2 separate regions of the Mus musculus genome follow, and region 1 is linked to region 2. A link is a contact called in public Hi-C data. All regions are on one chromosome and are shown on one strand. The core of a region is the stretch at or near the end of the contact, and the rest is flanking DNA. Distances in the headings are between cores, read along the strand shown.

Region 1 (6,482 bases), core at 978-3,477, 90 kb after region 2:
GTCCGAGGTGCCAAGGAGGGCTGTGACCACACTTTGCCTTCTGTGGGACTGAAAAGCTGCTTTGTCTACTGCAAGCAAACGGAGAAGGGGGCTGTCTGGAGGCGGGGTGTCCTAAGCAGGTCACAGCAAAGGGGAACCTGGTGGGTGGGGAATCTAAAAGAACTGTAGAAGGTGGTCGAGGGAAGGGACCTTCCCTGAGAGACCAGTAGAGTACTGCTCCAAGGAGTTATTTGCAGCCGCCCGCCGCAGCATGCAACACAATGCAATCAGTCCGCCTTGTGCAGCTCACTGACTGGGCATGACTGCAGGGACCGGACCCCTCCCCCGCCCCAAGCCCCTATCTAAATAGTTCAACCCAAGCACTCTATGGCCCGGATCATTCTGTGGAGGTGGGAGGGGGAGGTGAGAACTGGAGAACAAGGAGGAGAAAGGGAGAAACCCAGCCAGGGGGTGTCTGTGGGAGGATGTGAACAGCAGCAGGAAGCATCACTGCTTAGAGATGCTGCTTCGTTTCTAATGAGGTGCTGCTGCCTAGAAGCACCATGCACCAGCCAATCCCAAAGCAGCTGAGGCAGGGAACTGGAGGGGTGGGGGAGAGAAGGCCAAAAACTAGAGGTTGGGGGCTGCAGGGGATGTTCAGGCCCTGGGGGGAAGCAAGATGCCTTGCAAACTAATACTTGAACCCCATCCCCCCCCCACCCCAGCCTCAGCTTTCTCACTGCTGCACACCTGAGAGGAGGGTTGGGGGAGGGAGCATGGGGCAAAGAGGAGGAGTCTCTTTTGCAGGTGTATTCTTCCCAAGAACCATGTCTCCAGAGGCACCAAAGTCCCTGTCCCCAAGAGGACCCCCCACATCTAGCCTCAAAACATTGGCTTGCCTCCTGTAATCCCCTGAAACACCCTACCAACCTCAACTCCTAATGGCCTTGACAGGCATGCAAATTCTTAGTGCAGAGCAGGCAGGAAGCTGCCTGATCAGCAGCCTGCATTCAGTGCGCTTGGTAAAACCTGCAAAGATGTTTCTTCCATCCTAGCCTTTTACTCCCAAACCATCACCTCCATAGATGACCTACCCACTCCTTGTAAAGAGCAACACCCTTGGCTTTAGAGAGAAATTGTTTGCACACCTCTGACCCTCAGCTGATGGGTTCAGGCCCAGTAGATCTATGGTTCAGTATACTGGGAGAGCAGCCAGGTATGGCAAACATTAAGAAGCAAGAGTAACAACCCAGGACCAAGAAAGGAAGAACACACCTCCTTGCCTGAAGAAAGAACTCCAACTTTGAGCTCTTTGGGCTGGTGGTGACATGATCATCTCCCCTGACAGGCATTCACTTTCAGTAGAACTTAAAGTTGGTCTCCAGAGTTAGCTGAGTCCCTAGCCCAACGCCTTTTTCATAAGTACTCATTTGTCTTCTTGTATACATGGGTCTACTCTTTGGAGCTTCTCATCTGGCAAATCCCTCCCAGAACCTCAACTTCTCTGCTGGCAGACAGTGCAAGTGTCTTCCCAGCTGGTAGGAATGGGAGCAGAGGGACTGGCTTAAGTGGTGGAAAAGAGAGAACTGATTATGAAAGAATCCTTGAGATTTGAGGTAAGCCAAACCACATGGAGTGCAGCTTCTGAAAGGGTTAGGACTTTGGGGGTGGCCAAGAAACAGACAAAGCCCAGAAAGAGGCAGATGTCTCCACACCAGGCACCTAAGTACACTTAGAGATTTCCACATGGAAAATAATCCCCAAAACCAAAAGTCTTACCTTGAAAACCACTACTGCCCAAATAGGTCTCCGGGGCATCAGGCTTGCCCCGTGAATGCAACAAGGTAGGGTGCACTTGAGCAAAGGGGCAAATTTTGGCACCAGGAAGGGGTGGGGAATAGATTCCATGCTAGGTGCCCCCCCTCACCCGATGGAATGCAAAGGGGGAGAGGGAAGTCATGGTGGGTAAGAAAGGATATGGCCAATCGATGAGCTTCTTGGCGTATTTCCTGACAATGTTATCTTCTCCGAAGATGAACAGGGATCTGTTGACCGTGAAACAGTTCTGCCGGACTGGTATGGGGTTGTACAAAGCCATAGTCCGCGCCCTCTGCGCTTTTGACTGCTTGTAGGCGGCCGCCGGCCCCGAGGCCGGGACGGGGGTTCCTTGTCGGTTCCTGCTCTGGTCCGAGTCTCCATCGCCTGAGCCTGGCCTGCCAACGACCACCGCCTCCCCGAAGCGAGCCATCCTGAAGTTTAAACAGACAGAAGACACACAAAGGTGATCGCCGAACACCCGCACACAACAAGAGGCAGAAAAGACACAGGCAGGCTCAGAGCCTTATCCACACAGGCGCAGGGACCACCGCCTCTGGGGACCCCTGCAGGCTCTTCAGCCCTGCTCTGAACTGTTGAATCTAAAGGCAACCTCTGCGAAGCTCCATTCCTCAAGAAAAAAAAAGAAGAAGAAGAAGAAGAAGGGGGTAGGGCTTCTAGAGGGAATATTTTCCCCCAAAATGCCAGCGTGGGGTGGTGTTCAGGGACCGGAGAGGGGTGGAGAAGGTCGGTCCTCAAACATAGCTCCTCTTCTGGCACACGTACCACCTGGCTGAGAGAAAGGCAGGCACTGGTCCGCTAGGTAACAGTTTGCTGATTTATTGGTCGGGGTGAGGGGTAGAGAGGAAGAAGGAAATGAAAACAAAAGAACTTTGAAAAAAATGAAAAGAAAAAAAGACAAGGGCCAGCTACGGTGACATGCTTTAGAACGCCAGCCCCTGCAAGTCCATCTAAGAAATTCCACAGCCAAGACTTGGCTCTTTAAATCTGCCAGCGGAGATGCATCCAAAGGTTGGAGAGAGGGAGATGGAGGTGGGGGGGAGAGCGGTACTAAGGTTCCTGCGTAAACCGCATCGCCCGAAAAATGAAGATGAGAAGTCGAACCAGCCGGAGAGGGGCAAATGACTTCACAGCTCCTGCTTTTGGGGTAGAAGTTGAGCAGCAACCAGAGAGCAGCGAAGCCCAAGTGCCAGCATCCGCCCAGAGCGCTCGCCGCTGCCGCCGCCGCCGCCGCCTCCCAGGATCAGCATGCAACAGCGATCCGCGGCTGCGCCGGGAAGAGGGTGGGAGAGCGAGCGAGCGAGCGGGCGGGCGGTCGCAGTGAGGAACAGGTTGCAGTCAGCCTAGCTAGTGATGGCAGGGCATAGGACTTAATCCACATACCGAACTTCCTCACCAAAGACCAGCTCTTTCTCCTCCCGGCCTTCCTGGCTACAGAGAGCAGAGACGATGCTTAAGGGCAGGTTGAGGAGCACAGCGCAGCAGCGCAGCAAGGTGGCCAAGGATCCGAGAGAGACGCGGGGGCGGGGCTCTCAGAGTCCAGCGTGGTGAGGCTGGTTTGGCTTGTGAATTCGTTTGACTGAAGGCTACCTAGGCAAGGGTCCAAGGAAGAGTCGCGGTTCCCTCAGGAGATGGAAAAGAGAGGCCCACTGAAGCTGGTGATGCCTGCAGACTCTCTGCAACAGATCAAAGACCTGTCCAGGAACACTCTCTTTGGTCCTAGGAAGGGTACTCAGGGCTGTGCCTCTTTCCATACTCTGCATAGGGTTCTGCTCGCCACTGCTCTAGTGGAGAGTAGGGACTTGTGCACCCCACCCTAGGATCTTGTAGCCTCTGCTTTGGATCTCCTAGGTTCCACTACCATCAACAGGGATCCCCAGGGCAAAGAGAGTGCCCTCTTCCTAAACCAACACTTAACAGACCTCATAGAGAAGTACCTCTGCTTCTCTGGGACCTTCTGTCCTATGGACCCTAAGGGACCTTACAAAGCAGCCTTCTAGATTGGGTTCCACTTTCCTCCTGGCAGGTGGCCCAGATATTCCAATCCCCAGACAGAGAGCCTAAGCAAAGTGCCCTCAAAATCCTAACAAAGGGGGTTTCCCACCCACCACCACCTTTTACTTTCAACCAAGGTCCATTGATCTTCTCAAACCTATGTCATTTTAAAAAAAAAAGTGTCTGAGCTGCAGAGGGAGGACATGTAGTCCAGAGAAAGAAGCTCTGTGTTTAACAATCTAGTCCTTGCCTACAGGAGACTCCGTGGACAGTCTATCCCTGTCCCCTCCCATCATCTGCACTGTCTGGAACATACTTTCCTTGACTTATGTTCACCCTTGGCTTCAACACATAGTTGTATCCATAACCTTTCTACGGAAGCGAAGGAAGCGCTGAGGGCAAGGGCTGGCTGAAGACGTAAGCAAAGGCAAACCAAAGCCCCAGTGTTGGAAGTCACCATGAGGGCAGCGCCACCTCGGCAGGCCTGAAAGGCAGTGTGTGAAATTAACTGATTAAGAGATAAAGTGGTGTCTGGGTGTTGGGCACGTGTATTCCTACTTGTATGTGTCTGTGAGTGTCTATGTGTGTGCACTGATACATGTCTGTTGTATGAGAATGTTGAGTGTGTAGGTGTGTGTGACAGAAAAGGGTCTGTGTACAAGAAATGCAAAGAAATGGCCTCAACACAGGGATGCCTTGCAATCACCCCTGCCCTCAGGAAGCGAGTGTTGACCCTGGGATTCATCGGAGATCATTTCAGATCAAATCTCGGCTGGAAGTGTGCCAGTGCCACCTGTTATTGTGATCTCACTTTGCCGAGGAGCTTATTAGGAGACAGAGTAAAGGAAGGTGGCTGTGAAGTCTCACTAGATGGTCACCTAGACAGAGTGGCTATCTCAGAGCTCTGTAAACTTCACGGGACTAAAAAAAATCTGATCTTCCATAGCAGAGGAGCCATACAAACCATTCATTTAGCAAATATATTTGCGTACATTCCCCACAACAGACACTATTTTAGACATTGGGGATTAAATAATGAGCCATATGGATGATGACATAAATGATGTGTCTTTCATAACTTCCACGAGATTGTATAGCCTAGCAAGCTCTGCTCTAAAGCTCACTTCAAGGATGAGACATAACACCTTCCTCATCATGCCTCTGTGTCTGTTTGCTAAACAGGGCACACTAGCCTTTTACCTTCCACAAGTACTTCCGAGAAAGACTAAGGACTCCTGCCTTGTCTCTTTACCCAGTAAGCCAAAATCTAGTACTGATTCGGGTTCCTCTTTCTTCCATACTCTGTGAGTCCTGTGACTGCTGAATTCTTTAGAAGCCTAGAATATGCAAGACAATACACTGGCCACACTGGGACCTCATGGGGCTGAGCCTAGCCTTCCTGCATTCCCACGGAGCAGGCTTTACCAACATCTAGGCAGAGTTTACTCGGGAGCAGGAATGGCTCTGTGGTAGAGTTCATTAGGATTCTTGGAGAAGCAGTCCCAGAGGGCCAGGGAAAATATTATGGCATCAGTAGGTTTAGAAGGGGGCTTGGTTTAAGGGCAGCAAAGCTGAGGCGTGTTCTTCTCTTTTCCCCTTCAACCTGAATGTCACAGCTTTGAGAGCTTTAAGACCTCTGGGTCTCTATACTGGCTTCCTTCTCTTCACTTTGCAACTTGTCAGGTGGATACCGTTTTAAAGATTAAATTGCACCAGCGATTGTTATAGCTACCAGTGTACATAAGCCCTACAGCAGGGCACTACTATAGCCCTCACAGCCCAGAGGAGCGTGAATTAAGGTGCTGATTCAGACCACAGAACAGCAGAGCTTCGGAGTCATGAGGTGTTGGTTCCGATCTGATAAAAGGCAGAGTGTAAACATCTAATGGATCTGATTTTCAGTTTCTAATAGCCATGCTACATAATTGCAACGTGTATATCATCAAGTGGAGACACAATGATGCTAAGCCTGTGGATGCCCTGCCTCCTACTCTCAAGATGAATTCTGACCGGTGCCTAAATATTCCAGGAACCACACTAAAGGGAACTATCAGGAGTGGCCAGAACATTGCCATCATGATCCTTGTATGGAAATCTGGTAAGTATGTTTCCCCCTGGTTTTACTGTTCTCTTAAAGACCACAAATGGAAGTGTGGAGAAGCAGCAACTGATCAGAACTCTGGAAACCAGTTTTAAAACCCTTGGAAAACCCTTTTCTCAGCCTCAGGGAGCCAGAAGTCTTATTTCCCTGTTGCCAGAGCACCATCTACTGGTCACTCCTGAGACAGCACTCTGAGTACAAGTACTTAGCAATACAGTACCTCAGGAACCAACCTTGAGAGCTCAGAAGTCCTAAATCAGTCACCAGCTCTATGCCACTCTCAGTGGAACTTTGTCGAGATCTACACCCTCCATTTCACACTACCAGCAATTCCTCTCACAGCTCCCAAGAAGTTCATACCCCCTTATTGGGCACAAGGTTACCAACACACACACACACACACACACACACACACACACACACACACGGGAGGGAGGAGCAGAGGGGTGAGGAGGAGAGAGAGAGAGAGAGAGAGAGATCGGGGGTGAGGGATGCTCAGGATGTAGCAGCCAAATGTTCTGCATGTTTCCCTGCAAGCTGTGATCTGCAGACTCAGAATTCAATAGGAGCA
Region 2 (6,001 bases), core at 1,580-4,079:
GCTGACTCTAATGGGCCACTGGGGTTGAAAACCACTATAACAGCTTTCCAATCTGACGGTGAGTCCTTTGGGGACAGTAACTGAGACCTTTACACTTATTGGAACACCTCACTGTGCCCCATTACCTTGTAAATCCAAAACTTTCCACAACAAGGCGATCTGATTTAACTTGTTCATTCACCCATTGACAGAATAAGGGAATACAATCTACCAATTGCAATAAGACAGTTACGTATTTCCACTCAGTAAAAATCCAAAGGGGTTGGGGTGTGGGAGAGTGACCTGTTAGGCTCTTCTAAGTTCTAAAGTTGAGTCCGGACAATCCCAACATTTCCCCAGTCTTTCCTGTTCCAGAGGGACCAAAACGACACCAGAATCCCACGCCATCCTCCACACCACATCCATCAGCTCACTCACATTGTACAGCACAGTGGTCCACCCTTCCATAGTGATGCATTGGAAGACAGTCAGCACGGCAAAAAGGATGTTGTCAAACTGGGTGATCCCGTCATTGGGGCCGATCCAGTCCTTACATTCATAACCAGCCGGGCAGCCTTGCACACCACACGGGTGAGGAGGATCAAACCCCTCTAGAATACCTGCAGATGTATTTGGAGAGTGGGAGACAAACCATGCGGTGCTTAGTATGACATGGAAATGATCCTAGGGAGCCATAAGTAAGCATTTCTCCTACTGTAGACAGATGTTTGCCCATCTTGCCTCAGACCCTCTCCCGCCTTGGGCTCTCTACACCCCTCAGTTCATATCCATGTGCAACTCAAAATGCTCCTAAAGAACTCTCTATCTTCTTCAGGCATGAAGCTCTACTTTGGTCTGCACTGCTACAGAAATTTACAGGGCTGGCTCACACACAAGACACTGAGGTAATGGTAAATCTCATTCATTTTCCAAACCCTGGGAACTGGGATGAACCTTGGTTCTCCCTGGGCTCCTTGGGGACAGTTGTAAGCAACCGGCTGCTATATTTTCTTAACTCTTTGAAGTTTTAGGCACACATTCTTTTTTTTACTTTATTTTAAACTAAAGGTAAAATAAAAATCATTTGGAGATTCTTTTCATAAAAACATGGTATTTATTTAGGACTCTTTAACTTATTCTTTATTTCTCTTAACCTCCTCTCTGACTTTCATCCTATTGTACACTACTTAGCTTGGAATGAACAAAAAAATACAAATATTTGGAAATTGGGGTTTTGTGTATCCCACAATTTTCAAGGCATAACTGATAAGCCAAACTAACAGCTCCTTCAGTCCTCTCAGGAATGTGAGATGGAGCACAAAAGGGTGCTCTCTTTGTAGCTCAACCAGGACACCCATCTGATTCTCTTCTCCAGGGTCCCACTGGTCTTTGAATCAAAGATATATTCTGTAGACTATTTATTCATAACGGCTTTTGGCATGCATTCTAAAAGCCCTCTATCATGGACAGAGGATCTGAGACCACCTATTTGAGCCCCTCCAACTATATACAAAGCAACATGTTTTGTAATGTAACTTTCAAGTAGATATATCTTTAAGCTGGTTGTACCTCCAAAAGCTACAGACTAGGAAGTTTCTGACTGTAATCCTAGGGCTGAAGATAGAGTATACTTTTTCAGCAAAGCTCCAAATGTCGTGAATTTATGCTTATGACTAAAGGGAAGAAGCACTGGGAGAAGAGAAGACAGAAAATCATGACCTTACCTGAATTGTTCATGAAGCATGCTCGATGCAACTTGCCACTGTAGAACTCCAAGCCAATGATAGCAAACATGAGGATGGCAAAGAAGAGCAGAAGGCCAATCTGCAGAAGAGGCACCATGGCCTTCATGATAGACTTCAGCACGATCTGCAGGCCTAGGGAGAGAGGAGAGAGTGAAGCACAGACCTTGTTCACTGCCCCCTGACAAGATGGGCTCAGTTACCCTCTCCTAGTCTTCCATCAAAAACCAAACCATTAATTCTGAGATAAGTAACCAAGACAAGTCAAACTGAAGACTGCCATCATCTATGTCCCTTCTCCTATGTTTCCTTCTCACCCTCTGTTTCCTCTGTGATGACATATAGATTCCTTTGACAGATTCAATTCATTAGGCTGTGTTTCATACTCAGTCTAAAGTCCCTGCTGCTGTACAATCCTATAAAACAGGGGCAAAGTTGACCTTTCCTATTACTCCCTCTCAGATCCCGCCCTCCACCCACTGGGAGAGAAGCACAGTACTGATTAACAAACCGTAACCTCTGACAATACATAGAATTTTTCACCTTAGGAGACTGAAACACTTATTGCAGCAGATAACACTGCACATATGTAATAATTAAAATTATATTTGGATGCATAGGGGAAATGAATGAAAAAAATGCATCCAATTAGCATTTATTTCAGTGTAATACAATAGGAATAAACTTTTCTTTTATTTTCCTTTCCTGTTTTTTGTTATCTTCCATTATTATTTAAATATGAGAAAATGTTAAATTTAAAAGCACAGTGCTATGTTTAATTGTTGCAAGTTCAGGGTTTCCCTCCAGGAAGAACTCTTTCTCTTCCACCTGACATTGCTTTATAACCTGGATCCAATTGAGGATACTAGCCAATCAGAAAGAAGAAAGTAGGTGCTCACTAGGTATTCCTGATACCAGCTTTAAAGGCCTCAGGACACGCACAGCCCGGAGGGTCCGCAGGTCCACGTGGGTGTTGAAGTGGGTTCCCGCAGTGGCCAGGATGCTGTGGAGAGAGACACAAAAGACTCAAGGTTATCACAGCCTGTCTGTCCCCTCCTGTTTCATGGGGAGTTTGGACTATAGCAGCCTCTGCCTGGAAAGTACACAAAGCTAGTGCCAGCTGTATGTGGGCGCACCTGAGCCCAAGTGAATCACCAGTGGCGTTAAGTGGAATTAAATATAGCCATCTGGGTTTTACTTTGCAAAGGAAAAGTTACCATCATACTCGAGTCCTAGTCCCAGATCATGAGCAGAGCACATGGACACCAACGAAAGACCCACACCTGAACCAAATCTGGTCCCTCACTCTCTTCTCAACCCCTTCCTTTCCTGCTACCAGACCCTTATGCTTTCTATTTCCAAGTCACATATTCCTGTCTCCTGTTCTCTTTAGGGAATTTTTCTGGATTAACTTCAGTGAAGAAGTAACTTACTCTCCTCTTCCTTGACGCTCAGAATTCTTACCAAATTAATAAATTATACTGACATTCATGACTGGGAGCTATGTCCGTGGTCATTATACATTATTAACATGTTTTCTAACTGCCTCCAAACCAGACTTTGACCTGGACTGGCTTTCTGTGCTTTCATTTTTCCACCTTCTATAGTCACACCCACAAACACACACGTACTCACATCTACACATCGACAAGACTACTATTAGACTGTGTATAGCACATGTTAAGGAGACAATGCATTGCATAGAACCTATGGACAAAGTAGATATGGTGGGGGCAAAGGCACATATGGATTTGTGAGTGGTGAGGCAGAAAACGAAGTGTTAGACAAGCAAAGTTTAAGTCCTGTTCCAAAGAACTATCCACTTGATACAAATCTCTCAAACTCTAGGTGTTTGGTTTTTGTTTTTTGGTTGGTTGGGTTGTGCCTTTCATCTATAAACTAGGGAAGTACAATGGCCTAGTTTTAGATATAAAATTACACTGTGTTAAAGATAAAGAATGCCCTGGGCCAGTCATGGGGATGCATGCCTCTAACGACTACACTTATAAGGCTGAGCCAAGAGAACTGCAAGTTCAAGGCCAGCATAGGGTGCTCAGTGAGATACTATCGCAATAATAATAATAATAATAATAGTAATAATAATAATAAGGTACTGGCACATATAAAGTGCATAATTGACATTGTTTCTGACACAAAGATCAATAACACTGATTTAAATTTTGCTAGCTTATTCTTTGTTTTGTGAGATAATACCTTTTATCCCTTACAGCCTCTCCAAGATTAGCCCCTCTGTTTAGAAGCACTGGGAAATGAGTCATCCGGAAAACTTCATAGTAGAAAGAATGGCCAATTTAACTATTCTTTGGGCAACCTCTCTGAAAGATTTCAAATGTAGGCAAAGAGAACCGTAAGAAAGGTCCCATGGCTCTAGGATACAGATGCAAGATCCACAGGTACCGAGGATACCAATCCAAGATGACATAATCACAGAGATGACTGTGAACACACAACTTTGGCCCCTGACAAGCTGCCTCACTGTAGAAGAACACTTTCAACGTTAGCACTATTCAAGCATTTCGTGCTGCACAGCTCATGTTAGGACAAAGAGAGGATGCTCACTCTGGATTATGTTATTGGAATGGGTAGTGGAGATTGCTTTCAGCTTTAGGATTTTATACTTTGGACCGGGGGAGATGGCTCAGTATATAAAATACTTGCACTGCCAATCCCCAGAACTCACGTTAAAAAGCCAGGCATGGTAAAGCACACCTGTGAGACCAGCAACTATGAGATGGGAGGCAGAAAGGAGGTAGATGCCTAAAAGTGCAAGGCCTGTCTCAAATAGAGAGCAGAACATTGCCCTAGGGCCAGTACATGGAAGTTGTCTTCTGATTTCCACACCCAAGCACGGGGAAAGCATATGCTTACACACACACACACACACACATACGCACCACATACATAAATTGAAAAGTTTCATGTAATTCTGTGCTCATACAATCTCAAATAATAAGCAAACCTCTCCTACTCTCATAAAGCACTTGTCCTAGGCGAGCTTTCCAAGTGTCCTGCATCTTTCCTGATCCCAACCCCCACCACATTTTAGCTTACAAAGTTAAAGGAGGCCATCAGGAAGGGGATGGCGTAACTTCTAAAGAGGAAAAAGAACAAAGACAAATGTAGAAAATAGAACTGAAAAACTATGACAGAAATAGACAAAAGAGAAAAGAAAGAAGTGAAAGAGAAAGACACTTGACAGATATGCGAGGGATAGAGACTGAGGGAAAGCAGGTGCATTGTTCGGCATCCCTCTTGAACAAAGGCTGGACTCAAGTCTGAGCCTCCTGTGCTGCCCAGGTGCCAGACTCTCCTTCCTGGTGTCTCACAAACATAGTGTATGGAATCTGCTCTGCTCAGAAACTAGAGTTCTGTTTCCTAGGAGACCCAGGTACTCAGATGTTCTTTCACATCACACAAAGAGCTGCTGGAAGTGAAAATTTCCTCCCCAGGCCTGGGTATGACAGGTATGCTTTGGAACATGGAGGCAGAGGCAGAAGACATTGTTAAAAGAGAGCAAGGATACACAGTGAAAATGCAGTTGGAAGACAGGAGAACGAGACGCTAACAGACCTAGTTTAAAAAAAATGTGGAGATGCAGGCAAGGAGGAAAATAAGAGATAAAAGCTAATGGAGAAGCAGGTGCCGGGGAAGCGTGCAGGGAAGGTCATGTCAGAAAGGTACCATGAAAACAAAGTGAACATGAAAGACAGAGGAATGTGTTATTTATCACAGGGGACTCACGTAGCCAGCCATGTGACATGGTCACTACCCCATCATCAAGTGTACTCTTGACTGAATCCATCTTGCACTCCCAACAACCAAACAGGATCTCACACAGCCCGGGCTCCTCGAGCTTTTTGGTTCCTTAGAAATTTCTTTTTTTTTCTTCCAGTGCAGGAAGACGATCAACAGAGCTTTTAAAACATACATAGCCACTGGCTGCTTCTTAATTTCTAATGTTCACAAAGTCCTTGGGGGCAGGAGCTATAACTTGGCTCCCCTGACCATGTATTAAGATCAGAAACAATGGGATTGACAGAGGGCAAAGTGGATTGAGGAACGGGGCCCTGCTCTGGGGGCCCAGCAAACCCTGTTCCCATCTCCATCAATAGTCTACATCAGAATCGCCTACATCCTCAGGCCTATTCTCAGAGTTATTAAACAGATGCTTGATGGTTTGAACCTGATCTTTGCTGACAAAAAATGAATGAATTTGAACAGATCAATAACTGATAGAGACCACAGGTATCCTCAAACTT

What was found. Hi-C and Micro-C count contacts between places; a contact is called where the count stands out from the background.
Region 1: a Hi-C map of cerebral cortex shows a contact between it and region 2, with 3 times the contacts expected there. The contact joins the promoter of Cacna1e here to the enhancer-like site in region 2. A contact is called at or near these places in 1 of 39 promoter capture datasets (hippocampal neurons), 8 of 484 Hi-C or Micro-C datasets (cerebellum, cerebral cortex, cortical neurons and 4 more), 3 of 115 datasets of contacts at active chromatin or transcription factors (forebrain and neural progenitor cells) and 2 of 9 other capture datasets (embryonic stem cells and liver).

The regions. Positions count from the first base shown.
Region 1 is chr1:154,723,693-154,730,174 of GRCm38.p6, forward strand. It overlaps Cacna1e (calcium channel, voltage-dependent, R type, alpha 1E subunit), which reads right to left and starts at 2,228. Exons shown (of 47, transcript NM_009782.3): 1 at 1,959-2,228. The coding sequence starts at 2,227.
Region 2 is chr1:154,633,137-154,639,137 of GRCm38.p6, forward strand. It overlaps Cacna1e (calcium channel, voltage-dependent, R type, alpha 1E subunit), which reads right to left. Exons shown (of 47, transcript NM_009782.3): 4 at 2,621-2,724; 5 at 1,704-1,856; 6 at 418-599. Among named protein-coding and RNA genes, the nearest start is that of Cacna1e, 90 kb to the right of the region's middle. Within about 2 kb of position 2,830, at least 5 of the 459 cell types and tissues checked have an H3K27ac peak or open chromatin away from gene starts, as enhancers often do. A contact at or near this core is called in cerebral cortex, where this site is marked.